Regions from separate parts of the Mus musculus genome. Here region 1 is linked to region 2. Evidence: chromatin contacts called from public Hi-C data. All regions are on one chromosome and are shown on one strand. The core of a region is the stretch at or near the end of the contact, and the rest is flanking DNA. Distances in the headings are between cores, read along the strand shown. Region 1 has its middle 120 kb from the start of 6530411M01Rik. Region 2 has its middle 42 kb from the start of 1700010I14Rik.

What was found. A called contact is a pair of places that touch in the nucleus more often than the background predicts.
Region 1: a contact with region 2 is called in a Hi-C map of cortical neurons, with 2.7 times the contacts expected there. The contact joins two enhancer-like sites. A contact is called at or near these places in 8 of 484 Hi-C or Micro-C datasets (cerebellar granule neurons, cerebral cortex, cortical neurons and 2 more) and 1 of 115 datasets of contacts at active chromatin or transcription factors (astrocytes).

What each region holds. Positions count from the first base shown.
Region 1 is chr17:9,284,652-9,290,647 of GRCm38.p6, forward strand. No RefSeq gene overlaps it. Among named protein-coding and RNA genes, the nearest start is that of 6530411M01Rik, 120 kb to the left of the region's middle. Within about 2 kb of position 3,225, at least 14 of the 459 cell types and tissues checked have an H3K27ac peak or open chromatin away from gene starts, as enhancers often do. A contact at or near this core is called in cortical neurons, where this site is marked.
Region 2 is chr17:9,027,034-9,033,548 of GRCm38.p6, forward strand. No RefSeq gene overlaps it. Among named protein-coding and RNA genes, the nearest start is that of 1700010I14Rik, 42 kb to the left of the region's middle. Within about 2 kb of position 4,593, at least 64 of the 459 cell types and tissues checked have an H3K27ac peak or open chromatin away from gene starts, as enhancers often do. A contact at or near this core is called in cortical neurons, where this site is marked.

The DNA of each region.
Region 1 (5,996 bases), core at 1,975-4,474, 260 kb after region 2:
CAAATCACGGTCTTTAAGTATGTTAAACTGGAACACTAGCCAGAAGACACTAAAGATTTTTTAAATGTCACAAGTAAACATTAGGCTTATTTTAAAAAATTAAAGAGCTAATGATAGTTCCTACTATTGTGGTGTTAGTTGTCTTTGCCCTTTACTAGGCCAATGGCTGCATCTCCTGGGGGTTTTGTGATGCTTACTGTGACCCTCAGGACCCTCTGAGAGTCTCCGTTGGATTTAGCATGTAAGGTTGGGTGGCTGAATGGACATCCTCACTGAGGACGCAGGCACAGCATGAACTTCTTTGCTGTGTCCTATCCTTGGTTCGAATTCATCTTGAAGCTTTGTGCCTTGCTCCAGGTGTAGAAGTTCTAGAAGTTTATGTGAGCCACCACTGCAAAGGACCCTGGTAGCAACACTGGTATGTTCCATCCTTAAACAGATTTACCTGAATTAGTAACTTTGCCTGGAACTACTTGGGTTATTTCACTGTGACTGACACCTCATGTTGTTGTTGACATGTGACTTCATTGCTAACTCGTTCTGTCCTTTCTTAGGTTTCTCGCCTTATGAGGGGTTTTCTCTGTCAACTCAAGTATGTGCCGGATAGAAGAAAATTGTTGTGTTTAAGTAGAGACATGACTATTAAAACAAAACCATGCAGAATATATACATACATATACATGGATATATATATATATATATATATATATATATATATATATATACACACACACATATATGTGTGTATACATATATTGTGTGTGTGTGTGTATATATATATATATATATATATATATACACACACACTTCATGTACGCATGTACATGAATAAGTGCCAGCAAGTGAGTGAATGTGTGGGCATCCTCTTGCATGTCCCCACTCTGGCACCTCAGCACAGGCAGGGGTGACTTGATGCGTCTGGGGAACAGGGAGGAACTCTGAGCTGTCTTTGAATAGCACTAATGAGTGCCCTGACCTTGAATGGGTCACTCTGCACCTCCTGTGATTTTTCTGTCACACAGCTTTGACTGACTGCTCAGGTCCCCTGGGTTTTAAAATTAATTTTGGGATGAAGTTTTATGTGACATTGTGACACAGGCATCTGGTCTTTGACTCAGAGTGAGCTCATGGTAGCTAAATTGGACCACAAAAAGCATGGCAGGGGATACCATAGCGTGGTTCCCTCTCTTTCCCCTGGACAAACTGGACTACATTCTATCCCTTTGTTGGTTTGAGGGGGATGCAGGCTCTGCTTGTCCAGGCTCATCTCTGAATAAATACATTGCTCATGGACTTTGCTTCTGTGTGATAGCTGCACAACTGGCCAGACTCATCCTGGCTGCAGAAAAGTTGGTTAATGTAGTGTCTGGTCTCCAGGATGCTAGCAGGAGGATCGCAGAGGGGAGGTTAGAATGTCTAGGATGAGAGCAGTTGCAGTGGTCCAAACCATCTTGCCAATCTTCAGTGCAAGGCTGTGCATTACTCAATGTGTGCTTAGGGATGGTATTTTCCCTATTATATCTTGACCCATCTTTCTTAGGATTTGAAAAATTGTCAATACATGACCTTTGAAGAAACTGTGTGTGTGTATACATATATGCATGTGTGTGTGTGTGTGTGTATATATATATATATATATATATACATATATATATATATATATATATATACATATCAATCATATATATACATATATGCTTAAATCAATCAGGGTCATGTTCTGCTCCTAACAATACAAATACTGGTCTCAGTGACCAAGGCTCCTGAGGGCAAATTTGCATTCTGATTGTGTAAGGTACAGCAGACAGACCAGTGCTTGCCACTCATACTTAAGAAACGGCAGTTCTCCCAGATGCAGGCCAGCAGGTGCCTTACCTTTTTAAATGTCCCCTGTTAAAGTGGCGCTGCTGCAAAGGTGATCATCTGTGTTTATAGAACTGGCCACGGGGGGCACTGTTCTCATGGGGGTGATGGAGGTGCGAGATGCAGACTGGTGGAGAGCAAATGACCTGTCAGCACCCCAACTCCATTCTCTAACCCTGTAGACAGTCTGTTGATCTGTCCTCCTGTCAAAAAGCCTGCGGTCCTGGAGTGAAACATTTCTCAGTGGCAGAGCAGCTGTGTTCTTGCCTTGCATGTGTGAGGTCATAGGTTCAATCCTCAGATTGAAACCAAAACAACAAAATGTTACAATTCTATCAAACCTGTAAGAGTAGAATAGAAGCCTCTTTGTGGTGCAGCTCGGGTCTTTCTTCTTCTTTTTAAAATGTAAATACCACATCTTTTTATTTTGTGTGTGCGAGCATTTGGCTTTAGGTATGTGTGTGTGTGTACCCTGTGCATTTAATACCCGTGAAGGCCACAAGAGGGTGTCAGATTTCACCAGAAGGAGAATTACAGACAATGGTGAGGTGCAGCGTGGATGCCCAAACCAAACCCAGGGCTTCTATGAACACAGTAAGTGCTCTTAACTCCCGAGCCACTTCTCCAGCCCCAGTTTTTTTTTTTTTTTTTTTTTTTTTAATTTTCAAGAGGTGTCAAGCCTTGTTCTGGCACTCACGAGCTGGAAGCCCCTTTTCATTCAAGGAAATCGTATCATATCCTGTTTACATCCCCTGTAGCACCTGTGTGTTTCTAAGTGATGATGTAGCACACCTCAGACACTATATTTTCCCATGCAGTGTTGGTCCAAAACAAACTCTTCCTTCCTTCCCGGCTTTTTTTTTTTTTTTCAGGTATTTCCCCATAACAATGATAAAGTCTCCCATGTGGCCTCTGCAGGGATCTTATTTCCAGATAAGGTCTCATTCATCTTCAGCACCTGGGTTTGTGGGTTCGCCATCTCTTTGGGGTGCGGGGAGGCAATATTCAATCTGTCATAGCACTTAACTCAGAAGCACACAAAGAAGATGGGTGTCATCACTTATTCAGAGCACGTTTCGATTGTGCTCCTCCTGCCATGATCACCCTTGTGTGAATCCAGGCTGACCTGAGAGTATGGTTGTATTTTTATGTTCAGGCAGATGCTCAAGGGGGGGATTTTACAGTTAGCTGGGTCTTTCTGCCTCCCTGTTACCATCAAGAGCACTCTGTCTCTCTCACCTGCCACGCCTCCTCCTCCTGATTTAAAATAGAATTTCACAGAACCCGGGGATGACATACTGCCTCTTCTCTTCCAGCTCAGCTAACCCCAGCATCAGTTTTATCACGTGGTACCGAGGCAACATCTGGAGAGGAGGAAAACCGGAACAGCCACTGCAGAAAAAGCACGGCTTTACCATGCAACGAAGTAGTCTGAGCGTCAGTAATGAATCCTCCTCTTAGCCAGTGTCGGCTGTGGGCAGGCTCTGAGGACAGATGTGTCCTCTGCAGCAAACACTCAGATTTCCATGTCTGGATACAAATGAGACTTGTCAGATGTGTGTGTGTGTGTGTGTGTGTGTGTGTGTGTGTGTGTGTATGTGTAGGGGGTGAAGCAGGCAAAGTTAGCAGGCAGTATGACACAGAAAACTCCACCATATAGGGAAAAGAAGAAACCTGTCCATGATAACAAACCAAGTTTATCTTCACATCCCTCCTATTTCTTCAGCCTCCATGGTTTTGGAAAGGCACATAGATAGGATCTGGGAAGCTCTCCAAACTGCTTAGAGAGGGAGAAGATGAAGGTAGCAGGAGAAATAGCAATCTACCCTTTGTCTTCACCTAACGCTGTGGTGAGGACAGACCTGGTCTTTCGAGGGCTTCTCTTAAAAGATCAGCTTCCCAGTCTGTTTTCCCAGAATCGGTTGCTTGTTCCTCGAATCAGTGTGTGTAGCCAAACATCTAAGTCAGCTGTCTGCTACAGCAAGCATGATCAGGAGTCCATACTGCCCACATGCAGTGTCCCTTCTCAGTGTTTGTCCAGCAAAAGGATGCAGGGCCATCTCTTTCATCACCCCCTTATGCTCACCAGCAGCTCCTGTGACATGCCATTGGACGTCACCACTCCCGAGACATCCAGAGGCTTGAAAAGTTTCAACAACAGAAGTCCCATGAACTCTGCCTGCTTTAAATACCATGGTGTGAGTCATAGTTGGTCACAGTGGGAAGCAATTAGGAACCTTTATTATCAGCTTAGGATGTTACCCCAAAAGTCCACAAAGGAAGTACTATTACTTGCGTCAACAAAGAAAGATTTGAGGCTAGAAACTCAAGACTCGGAATCCTAATTTGAATGTTGTGTTGCACACAGGTGCAATAGAAAAGTGAGGTAAAGGAAAAGTTTGAGCCTGAAATACTCAAAATTGACACAAGCAATGCTGGTATGTGAGTGAACCTAGAGTGTGAGCCTGAGCTCAGTTCTCAGTAACACACACTCATACACACACACACACACACACACACACTCATACATGCACACACAGACACCCTCACACACCTACTCATACACACACATACTCATATACACACTCACACATACACACACATACCCTAACACATACCCTCACACACACAAACACACACTCATACACACACACACTCATACATGCACACACAGATACCCTCACACACCTACTCATACACACACACACTCATATACACACTCACACATACACACACATACCCTCACACACACATACCCTCACACACACAAACACATACTCATACACACACACACACCATATATACACACACACACATGCACACACACACACATACACTCTTACACATACACACATACACACAATACACACATGCACACTCACACACACACACTCATATACACACACTCACACATTCATACACATACACATATACACACATGCACACTCACATACAAGAGGGGGGAGGGAGGGCAAGAAGGGAGGAAGGGAAAGAGGGAGAGGGGAGAGGGGAGAAGAGACAGGAGAAGGGAGGGAGAGAGAAGAGAGAGGGGCTTAAGAGAATGCCCTCTGATATTTTTGTATGTGTTCATCTTGCCTTGAAATACTTTGAAATTAAAAATTTGAGTCTTAAGACAAGAAGGTGATATTGAACTTGGTTGGATCATTCCATAACCTGTAATATTTGCAGAGCTGAAAAAAATTGAGATCAGGAAAAAGCAAAACAAAATCAAGAACAAAATCCAGTATGCTTTGCTGGCATGGTGAGTTCCTGGTTTTGTTTGTTTTTTTTGTTTTTGTTTTTTTTGTTTTTTTGTTTTTTTGTTTTTTTCAGTCCCAAATGGCTTCTTAGCTAGCTGCAAACAGTGTCACTCAAGACAAAACTTGGAAGAGCAAATAGCCCTAATCTGAACTTGGTGCTTGTGTTTTAGATAAAGAGGTAACCCAGGGTGACCCAAAGACAACTTTCCTGTATTTGAAATCGGAAAGAATCTTTGTTTGCAATTGACAAAGCATAGATCTCAGCCTGGTGCTAGAGAGGTTGTATCAGGCTCTGGGGCACAGGCAGGATGATGGCTGAAATAGTCTGGAAGCTCGAAAGTGCTTATTAGAGGACCTGGAACCTGTACTTTGAAAGCCTGGCTGTTTTCATGTTTCCTGTATTTTCTTTGCCATTTCTCCTTTCTTGTCTCTCTCTCTGAGTGTGTTAAGGAGCGCTTAGAAAATTCTAACCTGTCTCAGCTAACAAAGCAAACTGTTAATGAAGGAAGGACCTGTCTAGATAGGAGCTTTTTGTTTTAGGCAATGTAGTTTTGGTATTTTATTCTTGGAAAATAATTTGAGTTTTCCACACTACAAATTATTACATCCTTTGCAAGCAAGGAAAACTAGCCAAAAAAAAAAAAAGTCAAACATAACAGGTATAACTTCCCATTCCAAGAGATTCTTTGTTAACATAGTAACATTCTTTAAAGGCCTTGTATAGCTGGCTGTACAGGTTTGTGAAGTAGACAAACTGTTAGTCTAGACTTGGTTTGCTTCCACATTTTGGAAACCATTTTATCCTACATATTTATTAACATTCATTTGCATGGATGTAGAGGACTGAAGTTTAATAAGATTGCTGTACATTTT
Region 2 (6,515 bases), core at 3,343-5,842:
CCCCCTCATTAACCTTATTCAGTTTTCCCACGCTGTAGTCGCGAGCGCTCTCTTTGCCGCCATCCCTTTCCTCAACAACCACTCGGTGCCTGCCTCTGCCTCGGGTGCTTTTCTGCGAAGACTGCTTCACCTTGCCTCGTTTAGGAACAATTCATTTCTCTAGCTTGCCAGACAGTTTTGTGCCGTGATAATGAAACTATGTAACCACGCTGAACGAGCTTCTGCAACAGTGCTCGCAGCACCCCACACTTTAAGCAGCGTTTGTTGTTGTTATTGTTTTTAAGAAGAGAGAACTGACAGCTGATTGATGAGCAGTCAGAAAGCATATTGCAGAAATATGAATATTTATTGCTTGTTAGATTATTGGTACAATGGGGAAGTTTCAAAGTAGTAATGTTTACTTGTTTTTATATATGGTTAGGGAAATTATGTTTCAATAGAGTGGACTAGTAGAATACTACAAATGCATGCAATTCCATTTAATAGGTTTATATATCTGTAATTATTATTATGTATATAATGAGTATATATTATACTTAATATATTACATATATTATCATATACTTATAGATAGTATATATTATACTTAATATATGAAGTGTATACTTACATATAGTATATATTATACTTTATATATTATATAAGATATATATAATTATATATATATACTTATGTGTAACAAGTATATATACTTATTATATATACATATATGTGTTTCTACACATAAGTATATATATATATTACACTTATTAGTTCTTTTTGAGGTTTGTGTGCGGTTGGATAATTTTCATCCTTCTCCTTGGAAGAAGGATTTACTTCCAAGTTTCACCTCCTCTTCTCTATCCACCCAGCTGTGTGTCTTAAGAAAAAAGAATACAAAGCAACCTATTGTCCAATTGGTGCCTCCCATTTATTCTGGGATGTATGCCCTTCCACAGAAGCCTGGTTGCCTTACCAGGGACTACACCCTCAGAGAACTGTACCTCCCTCTTCTCGCACCTATTAGTTGCTAGTAGTTCCTTGGCTGGGATGGGTGCCTTGTACCCAATTCCCATCTCTGTGCTTTCAGGCTTAGGCTTGCACAGGCCTGAGTATGCTACCAGAACTGCCATGGGTTTGTATGTGTGGCAGCCCTGCTGTGTCCAGAGGACAGTGTTTTCCTTGGAGTGACCCAGCAGTCTGGGTCTTACATTCTTTCCATCCCCCCTTTACCAGTGATCTCTGAGCCTGGGAGGAGCAGTGTGGCGTGGATCTACTATTATACTCAGGGCTGAGCACAGCTCTTCTCCACACCTTGTCCAGTTGTGGGTCCCTGTATTTATCATTGTCTACTAGAGAAAGAGACTTCTCTGATGAGGACTGAGAGATGCACTCATCTATGGCTCCAGTGATAAGTCATAAGGACTTGGTTCAGTACCATGCCCATTTAGCAGAATAATAGCCCTGGGTTCTCCCATGAGGAATTTGTATGATCAGTGTAGCCATTGGTGGTTGGCTTGATAATGGTGCCAGGTAACAGTTTCAGCATGTGGGCTGAGGCATAAATCCAATCAGAAAGTGATTGGTTCCTCCCAGGACACTATCTTTTGCAGTTGTATCAGTGGGCACATCAGGCTAGTCATTGTGACAGTTCTCAGGGTTCGCAGGGAGGCAGGACTGATGGCTGCTTGAGTCATAGCACGTAGCCAAAGAAAGCTGGGGCACTGGTCTGAAAACTTCATACCTTGTGGCTAGCTTCACAGTGCTGGAAGGCACTACTCATGCTACTGGAGGAGAAAAGTCATCTGTAATGATTTTTAATATAGAAATTACACCTATCCTTTCTTTCTAGCTCACACATATCCATACACATATGCAGATGGTATATGTGTATAGCCATATACTGACCTATCTTCCTTTGCTTATCCTCCTTAATTCTGATCCAATTAGTTTTGAAAACTCTGAAATGAGTATGAATAATAAGACCCAACCAATTACATGTTGTAGAATTGACACCATGCTGAGATAAAACATAAATATTGGCACAGGAGGACCAACCAACCAACCAACCAAACAAACAAACAAACCCTGTGTTAAAACTCTCTAACTTCTAGGTGATTATACTTTAAATACTTTGTAAAAAGTTTTTAAAAGTAAAGGTGATAGAGGAGTTAATTATTTTATCAAATGATTTGAAGGAAGTATTTGTTAATTTTAGACCAATGTTCCTAAGAAAATGTTTCTCAGAGGAAAACATATCTTTGGTAAACAAATAGATGTATGAAAAGTTTCTTTCCACAGATGCATTTGGGCATAAAACTAAAGATTAATTTTGGTTAATGTTTTACCAAAAGGCATCTTCTTATGAGCAATTGATTGTAAAGTGCATGGTTTATGCTCTACAAGGAAATAATGGAGATTGGTGAGAAAGCTCTCATGTTGGTCTTCCTGTGCACAATAACGGCAAGTCAGGATTGGGAAGCTGGACCTGCTCCTTATGAGGGACTATGGTTTCTCACTGAGGGCAGATCAATGGAACCACACGGTACAAGCACATCCAACAATAGCCGGCACTGTGAGGAATGCAGGTGAATGATCACAGAAAGGCACCTCCTGGCAAAGTCCATCAAAGAGTGGGTTGCACGGTGCTGAAGAGCACACAAAGGGTCCAGGATGCCAAGCTCTGTAACCCAGGAGTCATGAGACTGAATCACCACCCGACGCTACAGAAGGGGTGGTGAGCCTCTGCAGTATCTTCCATGTGTGCCTCTCATGTGATCCAGAAATGTATCCACAATGTCTACCTGGTGTTCTTAGTTTTTACTCAAGAAAGTGAAAGCGTATACATCTGAAGACTTGCTCACAAGGACTTGTGGCAGCTTCATTGGCTGTAGTTTAAAATCTGGGCTGAGACAACATCCCCACACTGCAATCTTTGGTCCCTATCTGATGGGCAGATGATGGGACCTTTAAGATGTGGGCCCCATGGAAGGAAATGAGTTCACTGGGGACATGTCCTTGAAGAGAACTTTCCACCATTGATGTTATTCCTCAACACAGGCAACAAGGATAGAGTCAACCACTATTTCCCAAAAGCCAGGCGTGTAACTACAAACACAAACAACCCTTGTTTCTGTTTTTTTTTTTTTTTTTTTTTTTTTTTTTTTTTTAAGTTTCTCTGGTGTTCCTTTACTTGGCAGAAAGTGGACTCACTCAACTTGAGCATCAATTCTGGAACAATCTCAGTTTGTAACACTCTCATCTGTGTGGTGTTAGGTCTGTAGCGGCTGTTCATGTGAGTAGTATGCATTGAAGCTGTTCTCTGAAGGATCAGATTATAAGCTGCCCTTTGCCAGAAGGGGGCAACATACCAGAGAGACCAGTGAGACCTCTAACAGCCCTAAGCATCTCAGACACCTGCTTCTAACACCTTGCTTTCACAGAAGAGCTCGCTGGTGTCCTGAAGCCTCGGAGCTGACGGGAAATCAGTCATTCTGGGCAGCATCCTTAAGCTTTGATCTTTCCAGCAGCAATGTGAATTTTACATATTTTTTTTCCCCCCACCGGCATACTTTGTTAGGTTTTTTTTTTTTTTTTTTTTTTATCACAAAAGACTAAGGCTTAGCCTTTGATAAATTCTCATTTGCAGAGATAAAGTAAAAGGGGGAAAAAGCATTGGGACCTTATAGGAAATGGCAATTTCACCCCAACACCCCCCCCCACCACACACACTCATGCAGTGATAATTTCGAAGTTTAGAAGGGTAACACACACACACACACACACACACACACACACACACATATACACACACACACACACACACACACACACACACACACACACACACACACACACACACACACACACACACACACACACACACACACACACACACACACACACACACACACACACACACACACACACACACACACACACACACACACACACACACACACACACACACACACACACACACACACACACACACACACACACACACACACACACACACACACACACACACACACACACACACACACACACACACACACACACACACACACACACACACACACACACACACACACACACACACACACACACACACACACACACACACACACACACACACACACACACACACACACAGACACACACACACACACACACACACACACACACACACACACACACACACACACACACACACACACACACACATACACACACACGCACACACACACACCTACCCCTTCAAGCATGAAAAAAGCATTTGAATTAAGCCAGGCACACAAAGCAAGAGAATTGTGGAGAGAAGCTCTCTGACAGGCAAGCCTGCTCTTTATTCTCTTGAGCTAATTCTGCCACACGACACACTGGCATCCAGAAAAGTAAGATTCTGACAGGCTAATTTCAGCTTGTGCTTCCAATGAAATGTACATAAGGCACTTGTTACGTCTAGTGACAGTCAGTGTCATTTTCTGTTTAAAAGCAATCCATTTGTGTGGATGCCTAGGAGAGCAGGTGCCCGTTGAGGGAGTAGGAAGGGCGTTTGGGGTCTAGTGAAGGTTTGCACGGCCGCTTGGCTGAGGCAAGGGAAGTGAGGCTCGGCCCGGATCATCAGGCTGGATTATCAGGCTGCTTGGGTTCAAGGACAGAGTCATCAAGTCAAGCTGGTGTCTGTCCATGACTTCCCCCGTCAGCGGTAAGATCTTAGGACCTATAGAACAGACGATCAGGTGGTGATATCGTTTGCTTATCAGTCCAGCTTGCTGCAGCTGCGAAGTAGAAAAGCTAAAAACAAAGTCTCTGAGGACAGACACATCAGAATACGGAAACAGAACACCAAAAAAACAAAACGGAGGCAGGCTAAAGGAGGACACGTGTGACCAGTAGGTGGCGCCATTATACCGCACAGAACCCGGCTTTCTGGCAGAGCTCTACTGGGGAGATTAGAGCCATATACAATTTCCTGTTGGCATTGAAGGTGAAGTCAAGGGTTGATATAAAGAGCTCCATGAGGCTCTGAAAATGCCGCATGCCGGCAGCAACCCAGGCTCACCCTTAAAAGAACTTCAGGAGTGAGGGCGCCAAGGAGGATACTGAGTCATAGCCCCATCGAAATAGTGTCTGATGTCACTGGCGAAAATAGACCCGGAGATCTCTTCTGTTTATCCCGCTGTAAAGAGGTGACATTCATCGGGTGACTAGAGAGTTCATTTAATTATAAAAGACAGAGCCATAATAGAGAAGCAGGATACGACTCCCTTGTCTAAAAGGTGTGGTGGATATTTGGAACCATGTATTTCCTAACCTGTGGTTTACAGCGTCTTTTAAAATTTGCTTTCCAAAGGAAACAGCATTTGGAACAGCAAAGATTGCTCAGGTCAAGACAGTGTGTAATTACAGTGCCAGATGGAGACTATTTCTGCCAACCACGATTCTAATTTCGTCTTTCCCTTTACCCAGTACTAAATTGAGTCTACTTAATAGAGACGCGTACTGCCAAAGCCACCCACAGCCCGTGTCCCATTCTGATTTCCACCTATCTTGTAAGATTTCAGACAAGCTTGAGGTTTAGATTGAACAAAGACAAGCTGAGCTACCATAGGGCTGGCTAATCTACAAAGAGGATCTGGGGGTGGGGTGGGTGCTTAAACAGTACATAGAGTGGGCAGGCACAGTCCTCTGACCAGAAAAGCCTCAGGCAAGGACAGTCTGGCACCCCCCTGTTGTGGATTTAAACTACCATTTCTTTGCACTGACTCTCAACTATCTCAGCAGGGATTTTGCTCAGCAATCTTTGCAGAGCCTGTTTCTTCCCTACATACTGAGTATGAGCAGTGGGTAGGGTTTTATTTCATCCTCCTTCCCCAAAATCACTGTGGTTTCAGGGAACTAGAACAGAACATGGGCCTCAGTGTGGGGCAGCTGTAGAGCAGTGATCTGACCATGGAAGCTAGCTTCGCCACAGGGGTGTACTTTTTGTTTGTAGGGACTAGAAAGTATGGGAATAGGTATGAAAGGAATAGGGCTGGACAGAAGGGAGGAATGGGAGAAATGAGGGGGAGAGGGGTGGAGAAAAGAATAGAGGGGAGGAGAGGATGGGAGGGGAGAAAAGAGGAGGGGAGGAGAAAAGGAGAGGGGGAGGGCAGAGGAGAAGAGGGGAAAAGAGGATAGGGGAAGGAAGAGAAGAAGGGAAGATGAGCGAGGAGGGGGAGGAGAGGAGAGGGGAGGGAAGAGGAGGGAAGGAAAATGGAAAGGGGAGAGGGAGAAAGGAGAGGAGAGGGGAGGGGAAAAGGGAGGGGAATGTAGAGGAGGGGAGTGGGGAGGGAAGAGGAGAAGAGGGGAAAAGAGGATAGGGGAAAGAAGAGAAGAAGGGAAGATGAGCGAGGAGGGGGAGGGGGAAAGGAGAAGAAAAGGGAAGGGAAAAAGGGAGGGGAATGTAGAGGAGGGGAGTGGGGAGGGAAGAGGAGAAGGAAAGTCAGAAGAGGAGGGGAAGGGGAAGAGAAGGGAAGGGAGGAGAGGGG